2 separate regions of the Sparus aurata genome follow, and region 2 is linked to region 1. Evidence: chromatin contacts called from public Hi-C data. All regions are on one chromosome and are shown on one strand. Each heading gives the region's core, a stretch centred on a gene start, on an enhancer-like site or on the middle of the called end of the contact. The rest is flanking DNA. Distances are from core to core; before and after follow the strand shown. Region 1 holds the start of mrpl13 (mitochondrial ribosomal protein L13). Region 2 holds the start of deptor (DEP domain containing MTOR-interacting protein).

Region 1 (6,279 bases), core at 1,057-3,556:
CATTGATGTTGGTGATTTGAATGATTTTGAACCTTCTTACTTACCTTCACAACTTTAATAATAACAATAATGTTAATTAAGTTATAATTCAAATGTGTCACTGTTTACCATCTATCTGACAGGCATGGATGGTCTCCAAGTGGGCCTTCAGTTCCTCTTCACTGGCCTGAATCCTCTCCAACAGATCCTGCATTGTGTACTGGTAACAGAAGAGCACAGGAAACCACTGACTAACAGATACTAACAGAAGACATTCAAAACAGGGGAGGAATTTACAGTGAAACATTCAAAATATTCTATTCTATAAATATTTTACTTCCAATATAGACAAGATAAACCATGTACAGATATTGACATAAAAGCCCCATATTTCTCTTAGCCATTACATAATACAATACCAAAAATAATTTGTAATTATCAAATGCTCTTATGAGCAAAATGTTCTTAAAAGCTGCAGTAAATTAAGAGATTTAAACTATAGTAATTTTTTTTTTTTTTTACAGCATCATAGATATTTCCATTAACCGAGGCTTCTGCTATTGTTCTTTTCTCTGACAGATATCCAACATGATGACAGGCTCATACCATGGGTGCTATTGAAAGAGTAAAGACATTCATACCCTATACCAAACATAGTCCAACAGGATATAGTAATTAATTTATTCACTGTATGATATGTTTTTACCCTGTTTTCTGTATTCTCCTCCTTTCCTCCTAAAGAAGGTCCTTCATAAGGATTTTCCATTAAGAGCTTCTTCAGTTTCTTCAGTTTCGGACGCTGCTTCCTCAGTTCCCAGTAGCTGTTACAAAATCCCCAGATCTACAACAGAATAATCAAAATAACTTTATTTATATAGCACTTGAAACAGGATTATAAAGCATGTTATATACATAATAAAGGGCAAAACAATGACAAACAAATGTCAGAAGGCAAAGCAAATATTTAAGAGGCAATTATGAATAGAAATAAAAAGACAATAGTATGTATAAAAACAGTTTGACCTTAGTAAGTAACACCACAATAAAACAGATAAACGCATCAAAGAAGTAGGATATTTTAAGTGTATGTGGGTCATACAAAAGAAATTAACTGTTAATTGTGCATAATGCACCCAGTAGCCTGTGTCTGTTTATGTGGATGTTGCAGTATATCAGGTAGGTATCTGTGTGTGTATTGTTTCCATACCTGAGTGTGCACCACATGAGAGCTTTCCTGGCTGTTAGTTAGCTGGTCTGGCGTTCTGCATCCTGGCAAAAACAGCAGCATGTTGGATGTGTCGGCTATCTTTAGATCATAGGTCTTGTCACCACTGCAGAGGACTGCACGTTCATCTTTGTCCCCTCGAATCACCAGACTGGAAACAGAGAAAACAGCTGTCAGTTACCCACACCCACAACATCAACAAATAAAAGACAGCAGTTTATATGTTCATTATGTTTCACACCACTGTCAATAAAGTAACTTTCAACAATCAACAGTTTTAGACTATTGTCAGATAAACAGGCATGCTGACCACTTGTATTTGTAATTCATCAATAAGGAACATCCATCTATCCATCTCTCCATCTATCTATCTATCTATCTATCTATCTGATGCTGATATATCGATACTGCAAAGATAAGACTTGACGACTAGATAGAAGAACAGAGAACACAAAAGCATAATCATAGTTAGTGTGTTTCTTCGTATACATACTTCTCAGGCACATTAATTCACATTATTAATACCTTACCTTTGGCCAGCTTCGATGTGTTTGACCAGTGTGTCGTCCAGCTCCATCAGGCAGTAGTCTGCAGATGAAACATTTTCTCCGAAGGATAGGCAGTGAATTGTTTTCTGCAGATCCTCCTCCTTCAGCTTGGCGATCTCCAGAGTGGCCTGAACCTCCTCTAAAGTTCTCATGTTGGCTCAGGACGGCAGGTTAGGCGGATAATGTGTCGATGAAAGAATCTTTTTTTGACTCGCCAAACAAACAGCAACAAAGTAAACGTTTTCTAAGGAATGAATAAGTAGCAACTAATGTAACTTTAGGCACGGTGCATGTCAAATTTCCCCGCTCTCTTTCTGTCGTTGGAAGGAAGTGCGGCAACTACGTAAGGTACGACGCCAAAATAGGACCGTGTAGAAACTAACACTCAACAGATAAATAAATAAATAAATACATGCTGAGATTATAATTCTTGATTTATTGAAAGGTTATCATTGATATGTACCGACACTTAACGTTAGCGTGAAAATATATAAAATATAGGAACGTTTTGCCGTATGACTTCGATAAAGATAAACATTGGAAAAATTAAGTCTCAAATCTTGTTTCAACCGAGTAGAATTACCAAGCGGACCGTCACTCACGTTGAGGGTCAAATATTTTGAGGATGTGCTAGCACAGTAGTGTCGTAGAAATGTCAAGTTTCTCCAGATCTGCCCAGGTAACGACACACATTATACATTACATTGTCTTTTTTTTTTTAAATCTCATAATGTGACCGTTAAGTGTGTGCCGGTTACTGTAACGTTAAGACAGGACATCACTCTCAAATGGGCTGCTAGCTAACAAGCGACGCTAACGAGCTAGCCATGGTGTGTATGGATATTATTAACGTTATATCGTTTAAACACATTATAACAAGTGGACTGCTCTCAGCAGTTAGGGAAATTCCCACGAGTCCAATATTATTTCTTGGCAGCCCAAGTTAATGTTAAAACAACGTCGTGAGACCACCATGTCAAATTATACACGCTTGAAGCACTGTTTTAGATAATCCGTGGCAGGCAATTACTTATCAGAATTGTAGAATACATTAATTACAAAACCTGTGGGTGTGTGAGCGTTGCCCTAAAGATTAAAGTATGGACATTGTGCAGAAGATGAAATCTTTTATCTTTAAGGTTAAAGGAGTTTTTATTTGTATTTATTTATTTTTTTTAGCCCTGAAAGTATTCTCCCACCTTTTATTTTGAGACATCCACATGATAGTTTTTAAGATGCTTAATGTAAATAATGAGAACAGTTTTGCTTATTGATGTTTCCTCTGTTATTGTTCTGAAGCAGTTATGGCATAGGATCATGTTTTGGTATTTATTCCACATTCATCCCATATCTTAATTTTGGCGCTAGTGGTAAACGTGGTTTGCAGCATTAGTATTGTTAAATATTCGTGAATAAAGGGCTACTTCTACACACGTTTTTTTGTTCTGACATCTAGATTATAACGGTCAGTTTCCTATTCTGTCTAGCTGTGGTGGTAATGTGTTTACTGCAGGTGTCTACTACCACTCCTGAATAAATGTAGAGGAAACACTGCAGCTTTTAGTTATGGATCTTAAAACCTTTCACACATTATCAAATACACACACACACTCTCTCTCTCTCTCTTATGATACTTAACCCTGACCAGCAGTGATATATGATGGTAATGATGGTATTTTGTGCACTTAGATAATTCATTGGGGTTTATTTGGTTTGGTTGAGTTTTAACTGCGTATTCATTGTGTCAGCTATGGAGTCATCAATTTGTTACAGGAAGAATACGTCAACATTATACATTTTGAAATGCATCATACATTTCTGTATTCTGAAATGCTCTGTTTGTATAATAAATGGCTTCAAACTAGAAACAATGCCTTTTTACAGCAGACATTTTGACTAGTCATTAAAGAAGAAGCACAGGTGTTCTGAATAATATAAATAATAAATGTTCTGAAAAACATTAACAAAGTGTCTTTTGTATTAACAAGTCTTGACAGTGTGACAGCTAACTAGCGTAGACAAAACAAGGACCCTGAATCTGAATGTAAATGGAATCCAGACATAATTAATTTCAATATCTGCACCTGTGCCTTTCCTGCTGAGATGTCAAAACATCTTCAGTGAAAAATGCCTTGTGTGTCTGTTGTTTGTCACACTATTAAACCTGTGATAATCCCATGCCACACAGTTTATTCAACCTATTATTTCTGTCTTTCCTCTTTTAGCAATGGGCGACCTTTGCTCGCTCCTGGTTCGTGATCGATGCCAGAATGCAGCCTCCTGGGAAGATCGCGACCATGTGTTCCGTTAGGTTACAGGGGAAACACAAGCCTATCTATCATGCAATGAGTGAGTCCAATCTGTCACAAACAAGCACATATAAATTCACGAGTAACTTTCTAAATTAAAACAACATTTAAGATGCATGTAAATCAGTGTTCGACCTTGTTCTATTATGAAACCACAACCCACCCTAAGTTTAAGTTGTTGTGACATGGATCGACCACATGATGGCAGTAAAGGATAAACTCTAAATACTTCATTGTCTTTGTTGGTCTAGCAAACTAGCTGATGTTTTTGGTATTATCATTACCATCTGTGTCTGATGTATGTATGACTTTTATGTCTCTCTGTTAAATTAAATTAAAGTATTCCTTTTCCTAATTTTTACACCTTTGCAGGTGACTGTGGGGACCATGTGGTAGTTATAAACACCAAACAAATAGCTTTCTCTGGAAACAAATGGGAGCAGAAGGTCTACTCATCACACTCGGGGTAAGTGCATACAGATGACACACTTGGATTTTTTTTCGGTGTTTCCAATACGCCTTTGCTCTTCGCTGCCTGTCAGTAACTCCAAAAATGTTTCAGGAACAGCATGTCTCAGTGTCACATTCATATTGGAGGAAATGGCTCTGGTGACTAGACTACTAGAGTTTTGTTGCTTTTTTAAATTCTGTACTCACAGATTTGTGACATTAAAGTGTTTGTATTGGAAGTGGTCGGTATAAATAATACTGTTTCTCCCGTATAAGAGTTTATGCATGTGCAATAGATATTGTGGTTGGTATTTCTCTAAGGCTGTCTCATAATAAGGAACTTTAAACTATAACTTGCTAATCTTGTTCCTGTGTTTAACCCTATGAAAAGTCAGTCCCCTCCCGTGAGTAAGTGGTGGGAGGGGAGAGTAAAGAAGCAGCAGCTGATAGTTGTCAGACAGAGATTGAAAGAATAGATTGTTATGGTTAGGGATAGACCAATCATCGGCCTGAGCGATCATGAGGGGGTTGATGCGCAGCATTTTCCTGATTGTCGGTATCAGTTATTTTTCTGTCAAATTGCTGCTAAGATAAACTCATTTATAAATGTGCTGCCCACATGTTGCCCACAACAGCATCTGATTGGTAACATATGAAGCACTTTAAAATACTCCAAGAAATGATATCACATTAAGCAAAAAATACTCATGTAGGCACTGACTGACTATGTCTGTTTCAGAGTTCAAAAGGTTAAGAGAAAAAGTATTTAATGAGAATTAGCAATAAAAAAGTAGAGCACTCTTTGATGTAATTATATAGTAGAAGATATTACTCCTTGACATGTCTGGTGTATGCATTTCATAGCAGAGCTCTGTGGTCTCATATCGTCTGAGAGATTTTGGTAGAAGGCCAAAATACTCCATTTAGTATGTTGGACTGAGCTTGTCTTTTTCCCCCAAAGGTATCCAGGTGGATTCAAACAAGTCACAGCGGCCCAGCTGCACCACAAAGACCCAAAGGCTGTAAGTGTCATCAATCAATATACACATTGGATATATATATTCATCCTTATTAAGAGCAAATTCTATTATCTCCGATATATTCCACTGCCACATACCTCATGGAGTGTTATTGTGCTGTATGTGTGATTTAACCCACATTCTTTGAGATTATTCTAATTTCTATGTCTGCCACAGAGAAGGTGTTTCATGGCTTGACATTTATCCCTTCTTTCACATGTGCTGCTTGTGCATATTAATGTGAAGTGCAGAGAGCAGGGATTAAGCAGCAGTGGATTTGTGCTGGTGATGTTTGGTGCATCCTGAAACTCAATACGAGTTTGTCAGTTCAAGGATAATTCCCGGGGTTTTGGTCGTGTTGCATATTCATGGTTTCAGGGTAAAGGAGTCTTCACTTTGTTACACACACACACTGATAATTACATTCAGAACTTGATGTGACCTACATACTAAACTTGACAAACCACAGGACTTCTGTGAGAAATTACATGAATGAGAGAGAAACAACAACTCATGAGGCCTAAGGATAAATCTAGAGATAGTGTGTATTTTTCCTATTGTCAAATATGAAAAGACTGAAAACAGTAATGAGTGTTTCCTGCATTGCCAAAGCCTGATTCATCTTATTCTTCTGTGTCATAGTCTTCCATTGTTGTCTTAGAACTATTAAATTAATTGGTTGACATGTCTCTCCAGTATGATGAACATGGACACTGTAGATTCTCAACAGAACACCAAATGTATATTAA
Region 2 (5,986 bases), core at 1,753-4,252, 200 kb after region 1:
AAATCTGATTTTTAATGAACATGACTTGTGACATCACCCACAGTTTGGAAGCCAACCATCTTCATCAAGTGTGATATAGAAACATGTAGCCACCAGTGACGATACACTGAGAAAGGACTTGATGAAGGGGGAGACATTTAAAACAGAAATCTGCATATTCACAGACGCAGGAATTTTTAATGAGGTATAAGAAGTCAATGAGTTTTTAAGTGGAAATTACACCTTTTTTTGGCCGCAAAAACATATATGATCCACATTATTGTTCTAAACAGACTATTTGTATACACGAGGGGATCTAACGATGGCAAGCCGGGCTGATTCTGAATGAGTCTCTGGTTCCGCAGTTTGACTATGATGATGCAGAGTCCCAAGTTGAAACATTCACCACGCCTGACTCTTCATCACAGTCTGCCATGGCGCAACAAACAGCCCATTCACAACTATGAACCGGTCACAGGACTTACTACAGCAGCTGTGTGTGTCTCTGTGCCATGGTATCCGTCCTTCTGCGTGAGGCACATCTGCTCCAACATACGAGCAGTCGACATGATCGGACACAAATGAGTTCTAGGATATTATTTTTTTTTTTGTCCTGTTATCAGTACCAGGAAGTATGTCACTCTTGTTCCATGAGCTTGACTCGTGATAGACTGATCAAACAAAGGCGTTGATCAGGTACACTCCTTTCTTTGATACCAGCAGGTTTGATTTCATTTTCATGAATACAGCTGCTCACACTGACTCACTCGCCTGTCCACTGTCAACACAGTCCAAAGGACAGAGCTAAAGCAGGGAGTCGAGGTTAAACACTGGAGGGAGAGCATCTTTCATTGCCCTTTCGTTTTCAAGGGGAATCAGGGTTGTATAATCAACGATGTCCTTGCTCATCCTGAGCAGGACATAAGTTTCTGTACCAATTTTCATGGCATTCCATCTGATGTTTATTGACACGTTTCACTCAAATTTTACTTTGAGATGAAAAGCCAGAGGGTCACCAAAGTCCAAACAAGCCATCCTCTAGGAGACCGTGACTGTCTGTACACAGTTTCACCATAATTCATCTGAAAGTTGTTGAGATATTTTAGTCTGGGGCAAAGTGAGGGAGCCACCCACAAAAAGACATAGCCATCCTTACAGCCATGTCTCTTAAAAAGCTCTCGGTCCAACTTCTAGGTCTGTAAAAAAGAGAGAGAGTATATCACAACCTCAAGTCCCTTTCCCCTGGAACAGCAGTGTCTCAGAGGCAGAGGACTCTGGGACAGCCAACCGGACCAACCTGCTGTTCACGGACACAAGCCACGCCGCCAGCTGGCAGCCTATGTACTCAGCTATGCCAAGGACACTGACACACACACACACACACACACTATATACAATGAGAAACAGGAAAACACACACCAGTGCTAAGCAAGGGAACACAGAAGAGTAACATTGAGATACAAACTCAATCTCTTGAAGTGGCGAATGTGTATTTCTTCACAAAGCTCTAATTCAGTTTGTACCACCCAGCTGGAAAACACAATTCAGCCACATAGTTCAGCGGGGGGCTGAAATTCCAGGCATTGATGCCATGCTTTACCTACTGAGCCTCTATTCATTGCTGGGAGTGAGAGCCACCGGGGTTACGGGGCTTTTCTTTCTGTACAGTAGGTCAAAGGGTGCAGCATGTCAACAACACTGCCAAGGTTACTGGGACAATTGCCTGATGGGTGGGGCGTGATCATGATACAGGGTAAGCAGGTTGATCATTCACCGCGCAGCTCAAAGGGCACTCACTGTCTTACTGGAGCGACAGAAATCACTCATGTGGTCAGTTCTCAAAACAGGATCCTGCTGCAGCAGCGTGCACGGGGAGGGCTGTGCATGTGTGGACGCCTTTGTTTGGCGGTGCATGCTTGCTGCTGCAGTGGAGCTGAGCTTGCCTGCTCCGCTCTGCCAGTCTGCAGTGAAGGACAGCTACATGCATGATCACTAACCTGCTGTCATGCTTGCACCACCCACTTCTCTCACTGAATGGGCCGCGTCCTGTCCTATCCTCCTGATATGGGGCACGGCAACATGCAAGACTGAGCATGAAAACTAACCAAGCAAAGATTATTTCTGGTAATTTACGAAGTGTGATCATGGTGGAAGATCTGTGGGGTCAGTTTGCAAGATCATCCGGGACACACACACACACACACACACACACACACACACACACACACACAATGCCTCGATCTCTCTCACCCAGCGTCAGTGGAGGACCCTGACCGACCTACCTCAGCTGTTCTCCGGTGACGAGCACCTCGGCCAGCCGCTCCAGCTCTGCAGCCTTCTTCTGCATGGTGTTCCCGATCCCGTCCATCTCTCTGCTAACACAGAAAAAGCACAGACCCGGGGATGTTTTGTTGACAAACCCAAAGACATCATACTAGTACTACTACTACTAATAAATAACTGCTATAATAACAAATGTTGTGCAGCAATACACAGAACGAGGAAGAAACTGATTGAAAGAAAAAAAAAAAAAAACAAAGGCGTGCAAGCATCCACGCGGTGACGATCCCTCAGAGTAAATAATGCACCCACACATTGTTCATTCGCTTACCCTTCGAGCACCATGGAGAGCGATAACAACACAATTATTCCTCTAGTGAAAGTGCAGAATTAATCCATCCTCGTCATGCAACAATGCAGCCAGTCAGCGGTCCCAGACGCTCAGCCTCAGCAGCTCCATCAGCCTCGATCCACTTTGAAATTCCTCGAGAAAAAAAAAATCCTCCAGATGACCGCTCACACTCATCAATGCGCGCATGCATCCAGCGCTCCTTCCATGAATCCCTCTATTTATTCGCTCCTGCTGCTCCTGCTGATGTAACGTCTGTGTGAGGAGCAGCCCCGGCGATCCTCCGCTCGGCTGGCTCGGGGTTTGTTTGTCACTGACACGCCGCACGGGGATGGGTGCACGTTTTTCTCCACGGCGCAGCCAGTGCCCATCCACAAAGCCCCCGCATTGGGAGGACTCTGCTGTCGTCACTGGGGGAGTTAACCGGAGGGGCGGGGTTACGGAGGCACGAGAGATGCGCTCGATTCAGCCACCGCTTGGGGATCCAGGGACAAATTGTAGGGGTGGGATGGTGTTGGGTGGCATCATTATGCAACAGAGGTGCTACACCTTTCTCCATTAAAGGTGTATTTAAAACAGACCGAAAACTCTATAGGCTCTGCAACTGTGTGAAACCTTCCATCGTCTACCCACTGATTTCACAGATTAGTCTGATTTTGAGGGTGCAAAACTGCTCATAGCATGACCAGGATCATTCTGCCTGTGTGTACAGAAATCTTTTTTTTCATGACTATTTACATTGTAGATTCTCACTGAGGGCATCAAAACTATAAATGAACACGTGGAATTATTAAGTGTGTATGAAGTGAACATAAAACAAACGCATCCACCCAGCACCGATGAAGTCATCTGGCTGCTCATTAGCAGCACTGGTAAGTGTATCTCTGTGGCTGTGTTTCTGCAGAGTAATGGATTTGTGAATGTTCTCATATTTAATAGTTTATAACCTACATACTGTGTATATATGTGACCACATGATATGTGCTGTGTGTTTGACCTGAGAAGCAAATTTGCTCTGCAGACGAAACCTGTAGATATAATGGGGACATGGCCACAATGAGTCATCAGTTGACTTGAACACACTTTCTAAATTCCACCACACACTCCCTAGATGACACAAATCAAATAAAAGGACTGATAATGTCACTGCTCTGTGTAAGAAGAAACACTAAAATCCGTTGTGGGACCATCTACTCTAGGACCCTGTCCATTTAGAAGAGGCATGCTGGACTCTATGTAGCCTGTTTCTGCTGCATTCAAATGCCCTGACGATGCCCTCTCTGCAAACTGATAGCTTGGTTTTTGACAGTTCATTCTTTTCAAATTAGTTGCTTTTATTATGTGTTTGACTTAGTCAGTACCTCAGGGATGAGTCAGTGAGAAACATGGTTGTAGAATTATTAGTCAGTTACGCCCTCTGGTGTCCCAATGTTTAAATAAATCACCCATAATTTCTTCCAGTGGAGAAAACTTGATAATCCTACATGCTGGAAAAGTAGCTGGCTTCTACATGGTTGAATAGCTAATTTCTCCCTGTGTGTTTTCTATTACAAGGGTGTAGTGGTTAAACTTTTATTTGCTTTTACCTTTTAATCTTGGAACCCTTTTTGCCCCGTCCTCTCCAACAGCCCGAGTACGCCCCTGACTCTGAGTTGTGTTAGTTTTAGAATAGTGCAAATATGGGCACAAAGAGTGGTGCATTACAAATATACAAACAGATCAAAAAAAACAAAAAAAACATTTTGGGGTGAGCTGTTCCTTTATGAGTGAGTACTGTGTGTTCTGTTCCTTTGAGGGCTCCATTCTATGTGACCAGTAGGGGAGCTGCTGACTGTGGATTCACAGTAGTACAACGTGGAACATGGTAAGGGATGATTTTTATAAAATCATCCCTTACCTTACTGAACACAAATCATATATGACGTTTGTGTTCAGTAATTTGTTTCTTCTGCCCTTAATGTCTGGCATACTGGTAAATGTAGTTTGGTGGACGAGGTACAATGAAGCTAACTTTATGTGACTGATGATGACACATCGTCTTTATGCTTTTGTCCAAATGTCATTTTGGAATCACATGCCATTGTGAAACCAGACATGGTAATTAATTTTACGTTATATTGCTGCTTTTGCATCCACTGCTTAAACACTGGATACCCCCGCTTCAACACTTGGTGCTCTCATCCAGTTTAAAAAGTACATGTGCAATATTGGTCCTTCCTTTTTTAAAACAGGGGAGGATACAACAATGCACCTTTGAAATTTTTACAAGGCGAGTTTATCCTTTTGAACATATGTTTCAAAGATAGAAAGACACATAAATAAACCTGGTTGAACCATTTTAGGCCTGAGGGGTTATTATTGTCTATACTCAAAATGTCTTCTTCAAGGTTGACTGCAAATCATTCAGTTACAATATGAATTTAAATGGTGTCACAACCACCAGACAAAGCAAATAATCTCGCCTGTTTGTTTTTACACACAGGCTCTGCACCATCTGGTGGATAGCACCACTAGACGGTGAAGTTCTAATGTCATACAGGAATGAATAATCCTAAATTCAAAAGCAGATCGGTTTAACTTTTTATTCATTGATTTATTTATTAATTTATCTCAAAATCAAAGACTATGAAGAACTACCATTTTATCCGTGGCCCGGGGACTGGCAGAAGGCCCTTTGCTTTGAGGTGTATCCTGTTTGTTGCCAATCATTTATTGAATGTGTTAGTCTTGGAATCCAATCAAGTGAAATATAGAAGAAGGTTTGTTAGACGCTGGTTTACAGTTGGCTACCTGTTACCAGAGTCATGTAGCAGGTGCATGCACAGATAGGTGAGCACCTGACTATTTATTAAAAGCAGTCTCGCACTGGTCTCAGAAAAGAAAATAATTAGTCAGGCTCTTGTGTATACTGGAAATTTGTTTGGATGCCATTTAAGTCAGTTTTTCTCAATTTTGTGTACCATGTATGAATTTGAAAACATGTCAAATTTGCAGCTTCTTCAAGGAACAAAGTGCGACAATGTCAGGGTGGGAAAAGAGATGTGGGTGGGGTGAGGGCTCCTTTTTCACTTTAGCCGCTGCCCCCCCAAATGTCTGTGCAAATCCCTTTTATTTTGGATGTAGTAGAGGGTATCCACACCAAAAATGCAGTTTACCCAACATAGGATTTACCCACCTTTTTATAAGTTTACCACTACTTCATAATATCGGACAAGTTTAGCCAGCAGACATTTATAGCTCACCCATCTTTTATTCTACCACTTAATCCCTTCTGTGTTTTTCTACAGTTACTGTTTAACACTATAGATAATTAGTTGTCTCCCTTTGGAGTGAAAACTTTGGACAAGGTTGTCAGCTTCTCCAGTAGCTGTTTGGAAA

Evidence for each region. A called contact is a pair of places that touch in the nucleus more often than the background predicts.
Region 2: a contact with region 1 is called in a Hi-C map of an unstated tissue, with 2.9 times the contacts expected there. The contact joins the promoter of deptor here to the promoter of mrpl13 in region 1. A contact is called at or near these places in 2 of 2 Hi-C or Micro-C datasets (skeletal muscle and an unstated tissue).

Annotation. Positions count from the first base shown.
Region 1 is chr17:17,545,568-17,551,846 of fSpaAur1.1, forward strand. mrpl13 (mitochondrial ribosomal protein L13) reads left to right here and starts at 2,307. Exons shown (of 7, transcript XM_030393564.1): 1 at 2,307-2,431; 2 at 3,978-4,101; 3 at 4,434-4,527; 4 at 5,473-5,533. The coding sequence starts at 2,405. dscc1 (DNA replication and sister chromatid cohesion 1) reads right to left here and starts at 2,110. Exons shown (of 9, transcript XM_030393556.1): 1 at 1,735-2,110; 2 at 1,187-1,355; 3 at 686-820; 4 at 109-199. The coding sequence starts at 1,904.
Region 2 is chr17:17,745,913-17,751,898 of fSpaAur1.1, forward strand. deptor (DEP domain containing MTOR-interacting protein) reads right to left here and starts at 3,003. Exons shown (of 10, transcript XM_030393801.1): 1 at 2,591-3,003; 2 at 2,262-2,351. The coding sequence starts at 2,604.